2 separate regions of the Mus musculus genome follow, and region 1 is linked to region 2. Evidence: chromatin contacts called from public HiChIP or PLAC-seq data. All regions are on one chromosome and are shown on one strand. Each heading gives the region's core, a stretch centred on a gene start, on an enhancer-like site or on the middle of the called end of the contact. The rest is flanking DNA. Distances are from core to core; before and after follow the strand shown. Region 1 overlaps Agk (acylglycerol kinase). Region 2 holds the start of Mrps33 (mitochondrial ribosomal protein S33).

What was found. HiChIP or PLAC-seq counts read pairs in DNA pulled down with a chosen protein or histone mark.
Region 1: a contact with region 2 is called in an H3K27ac HiChIP or PLAC-seq map of embryonic stem cells, with 4 times the contacts expected there. The contact joins the enhancer-like site here to the promoter of Mrps33 in region 2. A contact is called at or near these places in 6 of 39 promoter capture datasets (HPC-7-derived erythroid cells, cranial neural crest, embryonic stem cells and 3 more), 7 of 115 datasets of contacts at active chromatin or transcription factors (embryonic stem cells and forebrain) and 1 of 9 other capture datasets (embryonic stem cells).

The regions. Positions count from the first base shown.
Region 1 is chr6:40,347,344-40,352,145 of GRCm38.p6, forward strand. Agk (acylglycerol kinase) reads left to right here. Exons shown (of 16, transcript NM_023538.2): 3 at 69-108. Among named protein-coding and RNA genes, the nearest start is that of Agk, 24 kb to the left of the region's middle. Within about 2 kb of position 3,013, at least 7 of the 459 cell types and tissues checked have an H3K27ac peak or open chromatin away from gene starts, as enhancers often do. A contact at or near this core is called in embryonic stem cells, where this site is marked.
Region 2 is chr6:39,809,143-39,814,342 of GRCm38.p6, forward strand. It overlaps Mrps33 (mitochondrial ribosomal protein S33), which reads right to left and starts at 1,794. Exons shown (of 3, transcript NM_010270.2): 1 at 1,722-1,794.

The DNA of each region.
Region 1 (4,802 bases), core at 1,763-4,262, 540 kb after region 2:
CATCCATTCTATTTGGGTCTTAATCTCTAGGAATGCTAATGCTGGGTTTCTTTTGTTTGCTTTGATAGTGATAACCTGCTAAGAAGAGCAGCCTGTCAAGAAGCTCAGGTAATGCCATTTCCTGTGATAAAATTAAATCGCCCTTATCTCCGCTGTGCAGAAGACACAGCCACTCCAGGGACTGACTTACTTGGGGTCTTGCATCAGTGCAGTGTGACTATTTTCCCTCCACCTCCAGATGGATCAGGCCATCAGCCAACTCTGAGTGGAATGGGTGGAAGTTAGCCATCTGGTGAAGAACAGTGCTGACGCCCACCCTGTTAGGCTTGTTTACTCCTGGATCCCTCCCAAGAACACATAACTGGACGGCTGAAGAGCTAAGAATTGGCGTGCGTTTGCAGTTATCCTTGAATATCTGGCTAAACCCTGAATCTGGAATAGCCCCCAGGGATCTTGGTTCAGAACAGATTTTACCTCTGAAAGTCAAGTCTTGTTAAAATTGTTTTCTTCTGCTTTTAAAGCCCATGTCACTAACATAGCTGATTCCTAGCACTGCACTGCCATCCAGTTCCACGAGATGCTGCTTAAGCATTCATTTATCTGGCTGTGGTGGTGATAGTTGAGTTGTAAATCCTTTCAGATTTAACACCCTGGCTTTCCTCTCTTCCCTATTTGTAGTTTATACCCTGCAGATGGATTTCTGTGACTCAGTACCTTTTTGTTATATGTCATTTAAGCTTATGATGTCAGAAATGCCTGAAGAGATGTATGAAAGTTAAAATGGCAAAGAAAACGAACACATTTAGTAGAAGTGGGTGTCAAACCTCATGTTTGTTTCTGAATTATTTTCATAGATGATAATGACAATAGATACTATTAATAAATCCTTCTTTGGCTCCAAATATGTTTTAAGAATTTGATTTTATTTCTGCACAGATATACCATCTAGTATAGCTTTAAGTTATTTTAAAAATTAATTTAAATAAGCTTTAAATTTTATTTTTAAGATCAGCAAGATGCTTCACTTTCAGGAAGCTGAGGCAGGAGGATTGCCATGTGTTTACCTCCTGGGTTACATAATGAGTTTCAGGCCAGCCTGAGATAGGCTATGAGTCCCTCAAAAAATAAGCTGTTGGATTATTTTTGAGTCTCAGTATGATACTCTAGAACATATATGTAATTCTTAATGATCAAATCAAGGTAATTATCAAATAAACCTTAATATTGAGTTCCAGGGAGTTCTGCTGATACACTCTCCTCTTACTTAAGGTGAATCCTCTGCTTATGTTCTTTCTGAATTTCAGCCCCACTTACTTTCCCAGGAACAAGGTCTTGTTAGGAACTTTTCCACATACTGACCCCTTACTGTTCTAATCCTCCAGTCCTCTGCACATGTTTAGCATCTTCCATGTGACTAAAGGTGCATTGATCCTCTCAGCTTTCTCTACTTTTCCTATGGTCTTTTTATAATCTAAATTATTGAGTGATTTAAAAAAATCATGTAAACTCAACTCTAGTTTTTACAAACTTCTTAATCCATTATGGACCTGACACCTGACTTTACAAGTCTGGCTAGGAATTCTTGGGACTAGGAAATGAGGATAAGGAGGGGCAGTCTAGTGCTGTAGATCTGGAATCTGGCTACAGAGTACTGGGGTACTGGGAAGAGATACCACCATGACCATAACTCTTATAAAGGAAAACATTTACTTGGGGCTGGCTTATAGGTTCAGTGGTTTCGACCATTGTCATCACGGCTGGAAGCTTGGCAGCATGCAGGCAGACAAGGTAGCTGAGAGAGAAAGCCACACTGGACCTGGCTTGAGAATCTGAAACCTCAAAGCCCACTTCCTAGTTACACACTTTCTCCAACAAAGCCAGCCCTCCACTAATGCTATTCCCTATAACTGTGGGGGCCATTTTCACTTAGACTACCACATTCTGCTCCCTGCTCCCCATGGGCCTGTAGCCACATCATAATGCAAAATGCAGTTAGTCTAACTTCAAAAGTCCTCAGTCTATCACAGTTTCAACCATATTTAAAAGTCCACAGTTGAAAGTCTATGATAATCAAGGCAGTCTCTTAACTATAGCCTCCTGTAAAATCAAAATGAAAAAAAAAAAAACAAAGAAAAAAGCAAATCACATACTTCTAACATACAGTGACACAGGGCATACATTACTATTCCAAAATGGAGGAAAGAGAAGGATAATGAGGAAGTACTGGACTAAAGCAAGACTGAAAGTCAGCTGGGCATACCCCAAACTTTGCATCTCCATGACTGCTGTCAAATCACACTTCAGCTCTCAAACTCCTTTCACTGTTTTTGACTGAAACATAATTCTTTCTCTTGGACTGGTTCCATTCCCTGATAGCAGCTTTCCTTGGCAGGTATCCCAAGGCTCTGGCATCTTCAACATCCTGGGGTCTTCAAGGCAGTCCAGGCCTCACCTTTACAGCTTCATGCAATGGTCTTTCTAGGTCTCCAAGAAGGGACATCTGCATATGCCTGGCCTCAGAGGCTTTCCTTAGTTATGGAGGGAGACTCTATAACTCTTTTCTTGTGTCCTTGACTCTATAAACTTAGGTACCATGTGGCTGAAGCTGCAAAGTTCTGCTGCTTGCGTGAACCCCTTATTCAAATACATTTTCTCCAGTTTTCTGGTTTTTTAATTTTTTTTTCTTGTTTTTTTTTTTTTTTTTTACTTTTTTACTTTTCAGCTTTCTGGTTTTGATAGTTTCCTTCACTGCCTAAGTTTGGCTATCCTGGAGCTTCCTTTGTAGACCCAGGCTGTCCTTGAACTCTAAAATCTACTTGCCTTTTCCTCCCAGGTGCTTGGATTACAGGTTTGTGGACTTGGCCTTATGCTTTTATTTAATTCCTTTTTCATTTAATTCCTTAGCTGGGTGGGGGTCTTGTTCTGAGGTCACCACTCCCTTTACTCCACTTAGCATCTGGCTTTTCTTTAATCTGTTTACATTCCCTGGGGCTCCTTTTCTTCCTCTACTGTACTTTTTGTATTTTTTCTTGCTTATCTTAAGTCTTTTGTTGTAGATCTGCATAAGACTGGCTTCTATTAACCACAGAAGACAGTCAATGCTAGGTTGTTTGGAAAAGTCCTTTGCCAAAACATTTAATCAATAATTCCTTAATTTAGCCTCAGGCAGATTTTTTTGGACAAAGGCAGAAAACAGCCACATTCTTTACCAAAATATTGCAAGAACAATCTCTAGGCCACATATAATATTTTTCTCTGAAACTTCTTAAGCTGGGCTCTCATAGTTCAAATCACCCTCAGTACCACTATCTTCCATGATCCTACTAGTATGGCTCATTAAGCCCGGTTTAAAATGTCCAATGACATTTCTAGCTCAAAAGTCCCAAAGTATTCCATATTCTTCCAGGCAAAAACAGTGTCAGGCCTATCTTAGCAATACCCCATTCCAGGAACCAGCCTCGATCTTAGTTAGAGTTTCTATTGCTGTGAAGAGACATCATGACCACATCTCTTAGAAAGGCATTTAATCAGGCCAGCTTAAAGTTTAGAGGTTTACTCCATTGTCATAATGGCAGGAAGCATGGCAGTATGCAGGTAGATGTGGTGTTAGACAGGTAGCTGAGTGATCTCTACCCAAATCAGCAAAAAGCAGGAAGAGAGTGCCACACTGGGCCTTTCTTGAGCATCTGAAACCTCAGAGCCCACCCCTCAGTGACACACTTCCTCCTACAAGGCCATTCCTACTCCAACAAAGGCAGACTTCCAATAATGCCACTCCCTATGAGTCTATGGAGGCCATTTCCATTCAGACCTCCACAGCTGAGTTAGTTACTTCATTCCTGATGGAATCCTAGAATGAAATGGATCAGAACAAACCAAATTGATGATATATTTGGAGACTTAGCCAGAAAATGTCAAGATACAAGAGTAAAAAGAGAACAAGATACAAGAGTAAAAAGAGAACAAGATACAAGAGTAAAAAGAGAACAGAAGTGGTAATGGGCAGGTAATGTGTGTGTGTGCACTTGTCTATGTAGGTGTGTATGGAGGTTAGCATTGGCATGTTATTCTCTCTAGCTCTCCCTAGCTTTACTGAATTGAAGCTTGCCATTTCCACTAGACTATCTGACCAGGGAGCCCCCCCGGATCCGCCTGGTTTCTCTTCCCAGCACTGGGGTTATAAACATACACTGACACTGGAGATCTGAACTCTGTCTTAGGCTTGTGTAGTACTTTACTATTTAGTTACCCACGTAGCCATCTCCCCAGCACAGAGCTTGTTTATTTAGAAGGTGTAGAAAGGATCTCTAGTGGACAGTCAGAGGGGAGGCAGATTTAGACTGAGTTGTTCAATACAACATCTTGCTATAGCCATTTCCCCTCTAATCTTTGCTTTATACTTGTTTTCTAGAATTCTGCTGCCATAACCCAGACTTGTTTTTCAACCCCAAGACCTGAAGTTTTTGGCCTTTTTAGTGTTGTGTTATCATGATTCTTTTCATCAGCTCTCTTCCCTAGTTTAGATGTCTCAGTAGTAGCTCCCCTTCTGTTGCTGTTTTGAATCCTCACATTGATCCTTTGCTTCTTGATCTGCTCAGCCTTAGAGCCATAGAATAGAAAACAGTTTGAGTACCGGGTTTCTTCTGTGTATACAGATGGTGAAAATTAACTGGTAACAAAGACTCCCGAGGAATAAATTTAGTATAGACTAAAGGAAAAAGGATTGTAGCATGAAAACTGAATGTCCCTTCTCATAGCCTGTGGCCCTGCAGGATGTATGCTTATAATAAAAGGAACTAACT
Region 2 (5,200 bases), core at 544-3,043:
TGGTTCTCTGTGCGTTCAAGACCAGTCTTGTTCTAAGTGAAATTTTAGGCAAGCCAGGGCTACATGGTGAGACCCTGTCTCACCACAAAAACACAGGCTAAAATGCCTGCTTTCTGTAACTGGTCCTAGGGCGGATGCATTGCTACCTCCCTTCTCCCTTCTTTAACTTAAAAAAAAAAAAAAAAGAAGAGGCTGGAAAGATGGCTTAGCAGTTTAGGTGCTTGTCACCAGGCCTGCCATCTGACTGTGATCTCTGGGACTCCCCTAAGGTGACCTCTGCATGCCTGAGCACACACACATACATGTAAAGGGCTATTTAAAAATTTAGGACGTTTTGAGATTTCAGTATGCTTTCCTAAAGGATTTCAATTTTATGAAAGAATATAACCTTTTAAATTATATAACATTAAGTCAAATGATTTACATGCCAATTAGATTTCAATTCACATAAAATTATCCTAGGAGTTACACAATAGGGTAAAAATTAAAAACAAACAAACAAAAGTTATTTGTGGGTGGGTCTGTGTGACTATGTTCCCAGGGAGGCAAGATGGAGAGGGTTCCCCTAGACCAGTAGTTCTCAATCTTCCTAATGCGGCGTTCCTTTAATACAGTTCCTTATGTCGTGCTGACCCCTCTACCATAAAATTATTTCATTTCTACTTCATAACTGCAGTTCTGCTATTGTTATGAATTTATGAATTGTAATGTAAATATCTGATATGCAGGATATCTGATATGTGACTCACAGGTTGAGAACCTCTGCCCTATAATGGTGTTATACGTGGTTGTGAGTTATCTGACTAGAAACTCAACCTGGATCCTGCAAGAGCAATATGCTCTATTAACTACTGAGCCATCTCTTCAGCCTCACAAATTAGTTCCTTTGAAATATCATGTTTCTTTAAATGTGAATGAAAGAAAAATACAGGTGAAAATAACCGTTGAAAATGAGAAGCAAAACCAAATTACTTAAATATGTCAAGCAAAACACATAAAGCCCACATCTGAAAATTCAGAACTCTTTTTTCCCCTTTTGGCATAAAAAGATAAGTTTATCTTTCTCATGGATCTATTTATTTAAAATGCTTGCAGGTACACTTGTGTGGGTATAAGTGTAGGTCAATTATCAACATCAGGAGTACAATTTACCTTATTATTTGAGTTTCGACTGACAAGGAAAGCTGAAGGCATAGTGCCTGCCTAATCACGACCCAAGGAATGCATACGAGTTGTTACTGAGAAGCAACGTGCTCAGAGCATTTAAAAACTGGTACCAATTATTTTACTGGGTCACAGGGCATGAACCCCTCCGAACAGATAACTTTATTTTTTTTTTTTTGTTCAGCATGCACAACTCATACTCTCCGCTGTCTGATTCGCGCACTCCTCCGGCGCTGGAAGCTGTAGTAGAGTCATTCATTTTCCCAAGCATCATCTAAACTGCATTTTAAATAACAATCAACAAATATCGCCGGCGCATCCCACACAAAACTGAGTGCGAGGGCGGGCTCACTAGGAGAAAGGAAGTGCGTTTTTGGTTTGTTCAGTTCCCCACAGGATAAGGGGAAAGCCTCGGGTGTTTGTGGGGTACACGTGGAAGCTCCAGGAAGGCCCCTAACTGACTCGACTGGATCTGGCAATTCCACCAGGTTAGGGACCCGGGTCCGCCCGCACCGCCGCCGCCCTCTGCTGTGACCCCAGCGCTCCGCTTGCCTTACCTGCTCCTGACCTCGCGCACGCGCGTCCCCGGAAGGCCCGCCCCCCTTTACTTGCTTCCCAGCTCCAGAGAGCAGGAGAGAGGCGGAAGCTTGATGGCTAGAGCGGAGTCGGCGGACAACCCGGAACTACTCTCACTCCCTGGGGGCGGGACCTCGGGCGACACCTAGCGGCCGCGCTCGCTCTGAGCCCAGGGCCTCCGCCCGCGAGGAAAGCCGGGTTGTGTGGGTGTGGTTCTGAGAGTGGGGGAGCCTTGGCTATCCAGGAAGGTTCTAGAGGGACCACACGCATCATTTTGTCGAGAATAGCCAGAGCTGAGTCCCTCCTCGCTGAAGCTCCTTGCTCTGTGATAATAGAATGAAATGCAGTATTTTTCCTTTGTCTTCACGTTTCATTTTTCTTTTCATTAGAGCTTATGCTCTTTGCGTTCCAAAGATACTTGATGCTAGCTCAGAGTCTTTCTGACCGTGTTGGGTTCCTATCAATCAAGGAGTTGAGCTGTGGTTCTCTTTTCGGGGTACAGGGATAGAACTCTTGGATAGGAGATAGACAGGAGCAGTAACACAGAGAAATTGTGTTTTGGAAGATAGCCTAAGTTCTGCTTCTCTTTGTACATTTGGATAAGCTAGTGTAAAACTCTGTCCCCAGCCTTTTTCTTTTCTTTTCTTTTTTTGTTTTGTTTTGTTTGTTGAGACAGGGTTTCTCTATGTAGCATTGGCTGTCTTGGAACTCACCGTGTAGACCAGGCTGGCCTCAAACTCAGAGACCCATCTGCCTCTGCCTCCTGAGTGCTGGGATTAAAGGTACACACCTGGGCCGTCAATCCCAGACTCAAACTTTTATGATAAACTCTCAATTGTTTTTTAAAAGCAAGATGTCTTAATTGTGGAGCAAGAAAATATCGTAACGGACAGTATGAGATCAATCATGAGATCTTGAGCAATCTCAAAAGAAATCAGATATGTGGGCCAAGAAAACTGCAGCTTTATCTGCGCAGCTGTGTCAGCTGCGGGTCAGAGTGCCCTTTACCGTTGACTGTCCTTGGGAATGAAGATAGGTTGCTCATACCGCATCAACAACTAAGGTACCGGGGTATTTGCCTACGTGTGCACCAGTGAAGGGTCAGCATCCTGCAGAGACCATGACTTCATTACGATATTATTTTCATTGTGGGCTTGGCCAGGATAAGCTTTTCTAGAGGATCCTGAGAAGAAATATCCTTCAAAAGTGATCTGACCCACCGTGACTTAGGAAAGAAAAAGGCTCGCCCTACTCTATCACTATGACACCCACTTTATAAATGTAAGAATTAAAAAAAAAATACGACGGGGAATCTACTGTGCTCTTGCCCTTCTCTTTGGAACAGCTCACTCCTTGAAATCTTCGCTTGCTTTGTTAGATAAACTGCTTACACTGTGTGTCTCCTCTGAATTTCTTCCTTGAAAAAACAAGAGCTGAGAGACCGCCTCTCATAAAAAAGGCATGTCTCCTCGGCAAGCCTTTCACTGACAACAGAAACACTATCAGTATTTCGCTCCTTGCAAAATCTGCTTTCAATAGAGCCACCTTTTATAGGGATTACTATACAGTGCCTATTGAGTGCTTGGTAGGTCGATTGAGAAACGAGTGCTTATTTTCTGAGCATTAATCAAAGTCTTACATAAATACAGTAAAATAGATTTTAGAATTGAGGCAAGTCAGCAGCAAGTTCTATATCTAGAGGAGGGCATTCAATTGACATTGTCTTTGCTCCTATAGAATTTGTGTTTGCCAAGTTTTAATATGTTATCAACTCACATTATAGTATGCAATCTTATTAACATTTACACCAAGGCTGTTAAAGTCCTATGCATAACTACAGCCACCTACCCCAGTGTCCTAGGCGGCAACAGTCCTTGGAGAACTTTCACTTGTGTTTTCTGTTTCTGGAGGTTTGGGTTGTTTTTAAACCAATGTTTTATAAACATGAAGACCTCTATTCTAGTTTGCCTCCCTGTTGCTGTGATGAAACACTGACCAAAAACTACCTGGGGAAGCAAACTTTATTTGGCTTACAGCTTACATTCTATCATTTGGAGAGACCAAGGCAGGGCTCAAGACAGGAACTGAATCAGAGACCATGGAGGAACACTGCTTACTGGCTTGCTCCCATGACTTGTCCAGCTTGCTTTCTTCTATAACCCAGGACAACTTGCACAGGAATGACACAGCCCACAGGGGGCTTAACACTCCCAAATTAGTTATTAATCAAGAGAATGTCCCACAATTTCATGGAGGCAATTATTCAAAAGTTATGCCTTCCTGGGACACTCTATGTCAAATTGATAAAAACTAACCAGCAATGATTCCTTTTTGTATTGGCTGCTAGCTTTAAAGCAAAATTTGTAATTGACTCATGGTGTGAAATATTCTATATGTGTGTGTGTGTGTGTGTGTGTATATCCCCTATATATGGGTTGATAACATACAAAAACTTGGCAAACACAAATTCTATAGGAGCAAAGACAATGTCAATTGAATACCCTCCTCTAGATATAGAACTCACTGCTGATTTTAGAATAGATTCTAGAATCTATTTTAGTGTAAGGCCTTGATAAATGCGCAGAATAAAGTACTTGTTTCTCAATCGACCTACCAAGCATTCAATAAGTGCTATATAGCAATCCCTATAAAAGGTGGCACTACTGAAACTATACATGGGGAGTTGGTTCCAAGACATGCTTCATGGACATCATAATCTATGGGTGCTCAACACATAGATTTGAATATAATACATGCACAGCTTATGATATACTTTAAATTATTTCTAGGTTAATAATGATACATATGTAAAAGATACATGAATAGTTGTTATACTATATTGGTAAGGGACTAGTGACAAGAGAAAAAAATGTCTGCCCATATTTACTCCAGATGCAAGTTTTCCCCCAAATGTTATTATTGATCTATGATTAAATGAATCTATGTATGGAAACCCACAGACACTGAGGGCCTGGTGGATTTGTATACTGCTTGTTGGTTCTACTTTGTATGTTTTTTTAAAAAAATAATTTTAATAGATTTGCTATATGTAAAAGAAAGTTGGTTTTAATTGTGTGTGTGTCTGTGTTTGTCTCTGTGTAGTTATGTTAATGTGAGGGCAAGTGCCCATAGAGGCCAGAAGAGACTGTCATATCCCCTGGAGGTGAAGCTGTAGGTGTTTGTCAGCCATCTGACACGGGTGCTGGGAACTGAATTTGGGTCCTATTCAAGAGCAGGATGTGTTTATAACTGCTTATCCCTTTCTTTGCTGATTTATGTTATTAGTATATTTTGTGAATATTTATAGATCACATATTTCCTTCCTTCATTTTTTAAGACATGGTCTCCCTATGTAGCTTTGGTTTACAAGGAATTTGCTATGTAGATCATGTTGGCCTTAGGCCCACAGAGACCCACCTGTCTCTACCTCCTGAGTGATGTGATTAAAGGCATGTTTCAT